Linked DNA regions of Sus scrofa: regions 2 and 3 are each linked to region 1. The links are chromatin contacts, called in public Hi-C and HiChIP or PLAC-seq maps. All regions are on one chromosome and are shown on one strand. The core of a region is the stretch at or near the end of the contact, and the rest is flanking DNA. Distances in the headings are between cores, read along the strand shown.

Region 1 (3,589 bases), core at 441-2,940:
TTCTCCCTGCCTCCTGCTATTTGCAACTATACATAATTGGTTCCTGACCCATGACCCCATTCTGGACACTGAGACCTGAGAAGAGGAGCCCACTGGCGGAAGTGCCTCCTTTCTAGGGATGCTGTGAGTCAGAGCCTTGCATACAGTAGGTGTTTAGAAAATAACCCAGGATGGAGGAGGGAATATATGAATGGCCATGTTCCTACAGGAGGTGGGATCTCGAAGGCAGAGTGGAAAAAGAGAGTGAGAGGACATGAGGAAGCAGAAGGAGTAGCACTCTTAGGAGAGGGAGCAGTAGGAACAGAGACTGGAGACAGAAAGATGGGCGGTGAGGCCACTGTCGGCTATGGCGTTTGAGTCAGGCAAGAATGACAGGGATTTGATCTGTGATAGTCAATGTCTGCCAACATGGCCAACCAACTCCCGGCTGCATACAGTCACGCTCAGAGTTAGAAAAAGCTAATTTTCAAAAAAAAAAAAAAACAAAAAAAAACCCCAAAACCTCAATCTCTCCTTCATTCAACAATGGTGCCAAATCCTGGAGAACACTGAGAATGATAATCAGGGGCATTCTCGGCTAGTGGTACTGCCCAAGCTAAGGTTCGGAGGTGGGCAGGGGAGAACCAGCAACTGTGACCGCAAAGTCCGTTTTGCTTTCTTGATCTCACACTAGGGTACGGTCTAGGTTCTTGGGGGCTCTCGGCATTCACAGCCCTGGGGCAAAAGGGAGTGGTCATGGAGGGTTAAGGAGAAGGTAAAACCATCCACGAGAGGTACACTTTTCCTAAAGGCTGCCTGCACTCTACGGTTCTGTAGCCCGACCACCCTACAACCTAGACTACCTACGCACCATCCTCTCCTCCGGCCTCCTTATTGGCTGCTCATCCTCTCCTTCACACCACCTACAACACCCTCGTTGGCTCTGCTCTTTGCCGTCCCACCTCCGGATCCTTCGGTCCCGCTATGCTTTCTAGCTTTGGTATTGGTTCACCCCGTTCCAGCACCCTTTGACGTCTCAACAGTCTTCACTCTGGCTCCTCCATTGGCTAACCGCCATCTCTCTTTCCTGCTCCCGCCTTCGCCGCCTACCCATTGGCTTTCCCCCTTCAGTCCCGCCTCCCGGGCAACTCACACACCGCCTCTCGGTCACTTCTAGTCTCCGCAGTGGCTAGTTCAGCCCTGGCACCGCCCCTTGAAGGCGTAGTGCACATTCACAGGACTCCTCATTGGCTCGCTGCAGCCATTAGCGTCATCTCTTCCGTACGCCACAGGCGCGCGACTCCCCATTGGCTCTTCGCTGTCTCTAGCTTCCATCCCACCACCTACGCAACCCACGGATCTCCTGCTTTTCTGGTCTCTCCGTTCGCTTCCGCTGCCCCCCATCGCCTGAAACCATTCCATTTTCCCCGGCGCCCATACACCGCTCCCGCTTCCCTATTATCTGTCCTACGACTGCTCTCTTCATCCCGGACCCCGCCCCCCCATTCAGGCCTCCCCATTGATTCCCCGATCATCCCGCCTCCTACACCGCCCACTCTCGGGCATCCCCATTGGCTGCGCGCTTCCCCTGCACGCGCTTCACCGCCTACGTCACGCGTGCGCGGCTCCTCATTGGCTCTCCGCTACACCTGTCTTCGTCTCGCCGCCTACGCCCCCCGTGAGTCGTACCCCCCCGCGCTGGCCTTCCCATTGGCTGCTCGCCCCTTCAGGCCCTGCCCCCGCCGGTCCCGCCGCCGGTGCCGTCGGTGCCGCCGCCGCCGCCGATATGGCGCGCACGGCCCCTGTGGAGCCCCCGCTGCGGCATCCCGCGCCCCCCTCGCCGGCCGCGGGCGAGCCCCGCACCTCAGTCGAGGTAGCGGTGGCCCCGCGGCGGGTGCTGTTCGCCGATGAGGCCCTGGGGCTGCCGCTGGCGCAGCTGCGCCGCTACCGGCCGTGGGGCGGGCCCGGGGCGGGCAAGATGGCGGCGGCGGCCGGGCAAGATGGCGACGGCGGCGGGGCTGACGAGGACGACGATGGCGAGGATGGGGATGAAGGGGAGGAGGAAGAGGAGGCTTGCCCCGAGCCCTCGCCGCTGTGCCCCGTCCCCGCTGGCGGGGGTTTTACCTGGTGCCCACATTTTCGCTGCCGCCCGCGTCAGGCCGTCTGGAGCGCTTGGGGCGCGTCATGGTGGAGCTGGAGGCTCTGTTGCCGCCTCCCGGAGCGGTCCCCGGGGGTGCCGGGGTGTGGGTGCCCGGGGGGCGCCCGCCCGTGCTGCGCGGGTTGGTCCGCGTGCTGAACCGCTCCTTCGAGAAGGCGGTGCACGTGCGGGCCTCACACGACGGCTGGGCTTCCTTCTGCGACCACCCAGCGCGCTACGTCCCGCGCAGCCCGCCATGGGCAGGAACGGGAGGACCAGGAGCAGGAGATCCCATCCTGGATCTGGCCCTTGGCCTGGGCCCCGGCCAGGCGTCCGCCTCCTCGCCCGACGACGGCGGCCGCACCGACCGCTTTGCCTTCCAGCTGCCCTTTGCTGAGGGCGCGGGCGATGGGGCGCGCCTGGACTTCGTGGTGCGCTATGAGACCCCCGAGGGCACTTTCTGGGCCAACAACCACGGCCGCAACTACACAGTCCTGCTCCGGATTGCACCCGCTCCCACACCCACTGATGCCGAAGGGCTGCCCCAGCAGCAGCAGCTGCAGCAGCCGGAGCCACAGCCCGAGTGCCAGGGTCCCGTGGAGGCTGAGGCCAGGCAGCTGAAGAGCTGCATGAAGCCGATGAGGCGCAGGTAATGTCTGCCAGCGCCACCTCCGCCAACGCAGGGCTGTGTCTAGGATGGAGGACAAGCAGTCTGGCCCAGGAACCCCTCAGGCTTGCTCACCAGGACTGGGAGGAGGGCTCATTCAGTCAGTTAGTCAAAGAGTAATGGAGACCAAACGTGTGCTAGGCTGTGTTTTAATTACCGGGGTTTCATTCATGTATTGAATTCCACTGTAGAGCCCTGAACAAGACAGACATCTTCCCTGCCCTCCAGAATCAACAGGCTTTTATGAGAGACTGGAAAAAAAACAACCAGCAGGCGGATGAGCTACATAGGGATAAGGTTAGCTGCTGAGAGGAAAGGAGAATAGGAATAGTTGGGGAGGCAATAGCTGCTTAAGGCAGGGTGTTGGGGGAGGGCCTTTGAGGAAGTAAGTCCTGGATGCTGATTAGCAGAGTTAATGCTCAGGCGTGGGGGGAGAGTTTGTAGAAAAGGGAACAGGGAGGACTTTCTGAGGAAGTGCTGTTTCAACTGAGCCCTGAATGATGAAGAGGAATAGTTATGCACACATAATGGGAGCAAGGATGTTCTAAGGAGTAAGAATAGCAAGTGCAAAGGTCCTGAGGTGGGAGCAAGCCTGGTGTGAGTGAAGGGTAGTGTGTTGGAGCGGAGAGAACTGCAGTGAGAATGCTGGTGTGGACCAAGGGCCTTGCCTATGAGGCAGGGAATCTGATCTCCATTTGACAGCACAGGAAGCCAGGGTTCTAGAGGGAGAAACTGGTTGAGGAAGCGATGGCGCCTGGCTTTTCCAATTCGGCCATGTCTGACCTTGAGGCCTGTGCACTCTTTTT
Region 2 (3,296 bases), core at 410-2,909, 300 kb before region 1:
ACGATGAGATTCCAGGGCCTGGAATGACAACTACGCGTTCTAGAAAAGACCACAGAGCCCATCTTCAAAGCCTCCATCTTATCTGGGGCCTCTAACCCCAAATCCTTGGTGGGGTGGGCGTGAGGGTGGGAGAAGAGCGTCTCACGCCCCCGCCACCACCAGAGAAAAGACTGCCAGGTTCAGAGAGAAGACACAGGCTCCATCTCAAAACAGCCTTCCTTGGGTCTTTACCCTGTCTGGGGATTCCATCCACCACACCCACTCACCTGTCACCCCCCTTCCTGCCCATACCTGCTCAACGGTGGCGGGGTCCATGGCCTCGATGCGCGCTGCAGCCGCTTCATACTCGTCCTCACTGTTGTAACCTGCGCCGACCTCCTCGCGCTCAGGGCTGCCCCCGCCGACCGCGCCAACCCCGGGGGCTTGACGCCGCCTCTTGCTGTGGCCCGGCCCGGAGCAGCAGCCGCCCACGCCCACGGTGCCGCCCACACCCACCACCACGCCCGCCGCGCCCACCCCCGCTGCCGCTGCACCCAACGCGTCACCAGGACCGCCGCCGGGACCGCCGGGACCCCCGCAAGGAGGAGGAGAGGCCTGCTGTGGCCGGGGTCCCGCCACGGCGCCGGGCGGCACGGCCAGCGCCCAGCGGTGGAGTGCACCTGGTGGCCCCGGGAGCGGGCCCTGAGGCGGTGGCGAAGCTCGGGGACGGGGCCCCACGACGCCCGAGTCACGGTCGCGGTCGCCACCACCCACGCCCGTGCCACCGCCGCCCACGCCTACACCCCCGCCGCGCCGCGGCGCCGGGGGCAGCGGCCCGGGCGGCGGCGGCTCGTTGGCTGGGTCGGCGTCGGGAGGCGGCGGCTTCTTTTTGGGGAGAATAGTCATGGCGGCACTGCCGAGTACCCCCCAGCAAACCCGGCGCGGGGCACGCTGGGAGAGGACCCGGATGAGGGGGCTACAGTGGTGCGCGAAGCACGACGGGATCGCCGGGACCCGGATAAAGAGATCGCGGCACCGGTTCTCGAACCGTCGGCGGCGCGCAGGTCACGCGGCTGGAGAACCCGGATGTGAAGTCCAAGATGAAGGCACCGGTGCGAGCCTGTCGTAGCCTTCTCCCCAAGTCCAGCAAGATTATTGCTACGCTCGTTCCGGCCTTCGGCTTCAAAGGAAACAGAACCAAAACAAGCACCTCTTCGCCCCGCCCCCTCGCAGGTTCTTGAACTACCGGGTGGGGCCCGGGGCGTTGCGCACGCGCGCCGGGGCACAGCCCCGCCTCTCTCTCGGAAGTACGTGGGCAAAATCTTCACCGCCGCCACAACAATTGCGGGTACCAACCAATCGAAGCGGCTGCGTGGGTCCTCGGTGATGCCCACGGGCCAATCAGAAGCGAATAATCGCCCTCCCCTGCCCTCCGTCTCAGATTTCAGTCAAAGTCGGCACCCTCGTTCCTTGCCTTTCCTCTCGTCGTCCCCGTCCTGCTCTTCTCTCCCCGAGGCTCTGACTCGCAAGCGGGGGTACTGCAACTGGACAGCGTGGCCTGCCCCGCACACGACAGTTTTAAAATCGCCTCCCTTCCAGGCTTCCAACTTGGCTGCAGTCAGCCGGACTGACAGGAAAATATCAACACTCCCAGAGCTTAGCTAGACCCTGAAGCGTCAGTTCCGGTTCCACCCACCTGCAAATCCACATCCGGTGAGGAGGCGGGCGCCGCTTCACCCTGGCAACAAGCCTAGTTCTGCGGTGATTGGTTAAGAGATATCGTCACTCACGTCGGACGGGCCAACCTTGGGACAGACTGAACCGTGGGGACAGGGGGTGTTTGGAAAGCAGACACGCCCTCTCTGGCACAGCCGCACTCTCGCCCTCGCGTTGACCTCCCCGCCCCTGTGGCTAGTGCGCAGGCGCGGCAAAGCCTTTTCCTCTCCACCCCCCCACACCTCTTTTTTTCTTCTCCTCCCCCCGCACCCCCAAACTGAGTGTACCTGAATCGAGCGAAGTTTATAAACCAGCTCCGTCACCAACCAGCGTTTCACAATGAGGTTGGTAAAATTCCTGCTACTGCACGGATGGAGAACTAAAAGCTAATCCTGGCTCTGCCACTCCTGAGTGATCTCTGGCAAGCCATTTAAAACCCACCCAATCCTCAATTTCCACTTCTCTATAAAATGGCCATGATCATTCCAATTTACGCCTCAGAGATTAATGCTTACAAAGGGCCTCCCGCTGTGCCTAGGACACAGTAAGTGCTCAATTAATTATTCTGCATGTCAGTGCAAAGGAAAGGATCTCAGGCTTTGGAGTCAGGACGACCTCTGTTCCAGGCATGGGCGAACCATTACCAACTGTCTGACCTTGAGCAAGTCATTGTGTAAATTTTACCTCTTGTTACCTCTGTGTGAAACAAGAATGATAATGCCTGCCCAAACTACCTCAGGGTGCAGTTGGAGAATTCAGATGAGCTCACGAACCACGAAGGTGTCGGGAGAGGTGAGGGTTCCCTGCCAATCTTAGGAACCAAGCAATACAAGCTCTTCTGAGTGCCACCTAATTTTCTCCCTTCAGATGCCAACCCTAGTTGAAGTTCTTACTGAAGGGTGGCAGTAATAAACAGAATAGAGCTGTGTTTTCTTTTTCTTTCTTTCTTTTTTTTTTTTTTGGTGGTGTTTTCAGCTCATGAGACTTAATGGGCTTATGGTGTTTAGGGAACTGTGCAAAATGCCTGCGCACATTATCATACTGATTCTTCTCGTGACCGTCTCACTCAACCCTATATCCCACTCCCTGCTGGATATTTGTCCAGCATTACACATCTGGATCTGAACTTACAATAATAATTGTAGGTAGCCTTTACCAAGTAGTTGCTATGTGCCTGTCATTATGTGTGCAACAGCTTTGATGTTCCCACTGACAGTGAATGAATGACACCCAGCCTTTGCCCAAGCCAGGGAACTTGGAAGTCAACTGCTCCTTCTTCCTCAACTTCCACATACCTGTTGATCCCAAGTCTTGCCACTTCTATCTCTGAAATCTTTTGACTTTCCAACTCTTACTGCCACTTCCCGGTCTAAGCCACCATCACCTGCCAATTGCACTACTGCAAAAATCTCCTCACTGTTCTTCCTCCCTCCAGGACTGGTTCTCTATACCCCACTCCCCACAGCCAGAATCATCCTTCTGAATCACAAACCTCATGATGACTTTCCTGTTTCTAAGCCTTCAGAGCCCCATTATGGTTAAGATGAAGTCCGAATCTGTATCACAGCTTCAAAGGCCTCTTGTGATCTGCCCTATCTCTA
Region 3 (3,594 bases), core at 528-3,027, 410 kb before region 1:
AGGAAAAGAAAAAAAGAAAGCCATGGGGTGGGAGAGAGTTGGGAGGGCGCATTGTGGGGGGGGGCGCAACTCCCCCCTACCCATACACTTTCTATTCCAGCTTGCGTGCAGAGGTTACCCACTGGAGGGAGCAGACAGGAAGAGCTGTCACCCAAGAAAAACTCCCCTCCCAAGGTCCATTCTGACTCCCCGGCACTATTATCACAATTTCCCAGAGGAGGAAACTGAAAGGAAATAAGAAGGAAAAGAAAAAAAGAAAGGGAAACAAAAAAAGGAAAGGAGGAGTTTCCTGGCGGCCTAGTGGTTAAGGATTTGGCATAGTCACTGTGGCTGTGGCTCAAGATCCATCTCTGGCTTGGGAACTTCTGTGTGCCATGGAAAGGCAAAAGAAAGAAAAGGAAAGAAAAGGGAAGGTGTTCCCGTCATGGCTCAGCAGAAACGAATCTGACTAGCATCCACGAGGACGCAGGTTCAATCCCTTGCCTGGCTCAGTGGGTTAAAGGATTCGGCATTGCACTGAGCTCTGGTGTAGGTCTCAGACACGGCTCCAAACTGGTGTGGCTGTGGCTGTGGCTGTGGTGTAGGCCGGCAGCTACAGCTCCGACTGGACCCCTAGCCTGGGAACCTCCATATGCTGCGAGTGCAGCCCTAAAAAAAGAAGATGAAGAAAAGAAAAGAGAAAGTGAAAGAAAGAAAAGGAAGGAAGAAAATGCCCCAGAGGCCAGTATGTGGCCTGCAAAACCTAAAATATTTACTATCTGGCCCTTTACAGAAAAAGTTTGCCAACCTTTGTTGTACAGAAACCTCCCTTCTGACTATACAAAAAAAGTGGGTCTTGGCCCTTACAAGACTCCCTACTCTTTCACTTTGCAAGCATCACCTCAGAACGTTCCTCTGTGTTTATCACTGCATATACATGTTTTCTCTGGCGTACGTGGAGGTGTAAAGGTCTTTTAGCTGCGACCCTCTTCCACTGGGACAAAAGACACGTTCAGGTAGGAAAAGAGTGGAAGGGAAGACTAGGTTGAAACGGGTTTGCAAGAGTGTCAGAGGGCCCAGCTACTGGGCGGTGGGGCTGTCAATCTGTTGGTTAGTCAGCGATGCTGAACCCCAGACCCCTTATCTCTCCCGCCCCAGCCTACAGCCCGGTAGGAAATGGTGAAGAATGAGAGAGGGAGATTAGGAGGACAAACCGGCCTCCTGCGAGGCTGATATTCAGACATTTAGCCATGGGGTGGGAGAGAGTTGGGAGGGCGCATTGTGGGGGGGGGGCGCAACTCCCCCCTACCCATACACTTTCTATTCCAGCTTGCGTGCAGAGGTTACCCACTGGAGGGAGCAGACAGGAAGAGCTGTCACCCAAGAAAAACTCCCCTCCCAAGGTCCATTCTGACTCCCCGGCACTATTATCACAATTTCCCAGAGGAGGAAACTGAAGCACAGAGTCGTTCAGTAACTTGCCCAAAGTCACATGGCTAAGTCCCATAACCTCAGTTTCCTTATCTGCAAAGCAGCCTTAGTACTGGGAAGTACCTCATAGAACTGTGGCTTACGACAATGCCTGTCACATACAACTTGCTATCGTCACGATCATTCCCCCTTCCATTCCACCATCCATTTTCGCGGCAGACTATTAATAGCTAACATTTGGTGAGTGCTTCCTTGCGTACCACCTTAGTGAATATGAACTCAGAAAATTCTCACATTTGTCATCATCACCACTCCCTTTTTGGCCGCCACCAGCCTCGTCCAATTTCCACCGCGCTCCAGGCCCAGCCACCAGCCCGCCCGCGCTACGTCATCACGGCGCGCCGCGCGGGAAGCCAGGGGGCAGGGAGAAGACGCCCTTTCCTAACTCCCTCGCTTGCTTGCTTGCACTCTTGAGTCACCGCACGGTACAGTTGGCGCGAGTCCGGTGGGCTCCTAAGGTAACTGGACAGGGACAAAGAAACCGCGGTCACGACCGCCAGGGTGACAGCTGTGGCGATTGGGGGAGGGGAGAAGCTTGAGCCCGAGCGCCGCGTCAGGCAGCCGGCGCGCGCTTCACGCAGGCGCGGCACGGCCAGCGTCGCGCACTGACGCGCTGATCCGCCGTTTGTGCGTTCCGCTGGAGGCGCAAGGCCGGCTCTCCCCGGTGTGGGCGGGATCGGGGCGGGCTGTAGAGAGATCTGGCCCAATGGAAAAGAGAGGCTCAGGCACCCGCGGCCCTACAGGTCGCCGAGAAATTGGCGGCGCGCGCCAAGGGCGGAGTTTGAGAAAGGGGCTGCGCCAAGTGAGTGGAGGGATTCGTCAACGTCGACAGCGGGGGCGGGGAGGGGGGGGCGGGTCTGGGGGAGGGGCTCGGAAATGGCTGTAGGGGCTTGGGGAAGCGTTTGGGGTTGGGCCTGGGCAGGGGGTGGAGCCTGGCGGAAGGGAAAGGGCAGTCCCCTGAGGAGCTGGGCTCCTTGAAACGTTAGGGGCGGGATCTAGCCTAGTGGAAGGTGCCGGTCCAGCCCGATAAGGGGTGGAGTTAAGTGGATCGTTAAGGGTGGAGTCGGGGCCCGGGGCTGGGGCTGGCTGAGTGAAAGGGTGGGTGATTATCCTGGGAGATTGGCTGGCCAGGGCAGGTTTGCGAAGGGGTGGGGTCTGGGCGAGGCTTTGAGGAATGAAAGGATCTGGGAATGGGGCTTGATAGAGTGAAAGGGGCGGTGATTAGCTGGCAAGGGCTGGCTTAGATCAGGACTGGGCCAGGGGGTTAATTGCTCTGTGAAAGAGCCAGACCGAAAGGGTAAAGAATAGTGTAAAGGGGTGGAGCCTCGTGGAATGGGCGGGACCAAGTGGAATGGACACCCCCTTGGAGGGAGAGAGCCTTGAGAGAGGCGGAGTTTAGAGGTGGTGGGGAATAGATAGCCTAAGGGATGGAGGCTAGCGTAGGGGGCGGGGCCTGGGAAGGGGCTGGGATGAGGGGTCTTCAGGGCGCTCGGGGCCCCTTCTCAGTCACCTCCATCCCACCCCCCAGAACCGCGTCAGGGGTGAAGTCTCCCCAGCCATGACCTCCACCGGCCAGGATTCCACCACAACCAGGCAGCGAAGAAGTAGGCACAACCCCCACTCCCCCCCACACGACTCCAGCGTCACCTCGGTGAGGCCCCTGACCGGCCCTCTTGAGGGGGAGGGGGAGCAGTGGGCCGTGTACTGGACTCTGACCCTTCTCTCTGTTTGGCAGAAGCGAGGTGTTAAAAAGGGTGCCGGACTCCGCTCCAGCCCCAATCTAGCGGATGTAAAGAAGAAAGGCAGAATGAAGAAGCTTAGCCAAGCAGCCGAGCAAGACCTAATCGTGGGGCTCCAAGGGCTGGTGAGAGGGGGCCTGGCTGCAATGTAGCCTCCTGTGACAATCAAAACCGTGAGGTTCTCCATCCTGGAGAGTGTGGGAGGTTCCCTCTGACTCAGGCTCTCAATGCATCAGCCTTTCCCTTTTTTCTTTTTCCTCACAGGATCTGAACCTGGAGGCCAGGACACCGTCTGGCACTGGCTTGGTGTTGGATGAGCAGCTAAATGAATTCCACTGCCTCTGGGATGACAGGTGAGGCTGGCTTCTCCAGGCCATACTCAAAT

What was found. Hi-C and Micro-C count contacts between places; a contact is called where the count stands out from the background. HiChIP or PLAC-seq counts read pairs in DNA pulled down with a chosen protein or histone mark.
Region 2: an H3K27ac HiChIP or PLAC-seq map of alveolar macrophages shows a contact between it and region 1. The contact joins the promoter of OTUD5 here to the promoter of PPP1R3F in region 1. A contact is called at or near these places in 1 of 47 Hi-C or Micro-C datasets (heart right ventricle) and 1 of 2 datasets of contacts at active chromatin or transcription factors (alveolar macrophages).
Region 3: a Hi-C map of liver shows a contact between it and region 1, with 4 times the contacts expected there. The contact joins the promoter of HDAC6 here to the promoter of PPP1R3F in region 1. A contact is called at or near these places in 3 of 47 Hi-C or Micro-C datasets (heart right ventricle, liver and skeletal muscle).

Annotation. Positions count from the first base shown.
Region 1 is chrX:43,326,509-43,330,097 of Sscrofa11.1, forward strand. PPP1R3F (protein phosphatase 1 regulatory subunit 3F) reads left to right here and starts at 1,691. Exons shown (of 5, transcript XM_003135095.5): 1 at 1,691-2,090; 2 at 2,093-2,765. The coding sequence starts at 1,766. It also overlaps a transcript of FOXP3 not described here.
Region 2 is chrX:43,027,812-43,031,107 of Sscrofa11.1, forward strand. OTUD5 (OTU domain-containing protein 5) reads right to left here and starts at 1,660. Exons shown (of 9, transcript XM_003484107.4): 1 at 292-1,660. The coding sequence starts at 885.
Region 3 is chrX:42,916,134-42,919,727 of Sscrofa11.1, forward strand. It overlaps HDAC6 (histone deacetylase 6), which reads left to right and starts at 1,778. Exons shown (of 29, transcript XM_003360315.5): 1 at 1,778-1,928; 2 at 2,999-3,121; 3 at 3,206-3,334; 4 at 3,474-3,562. The coding sequence starts at 3,029. It overlaps LOC110257658 (a long non-coding RNA gene), which reads right to left and starts at 1,790. Exons shown (of 6, transcript XR_002340570.1): 1 at 1,705-1,790.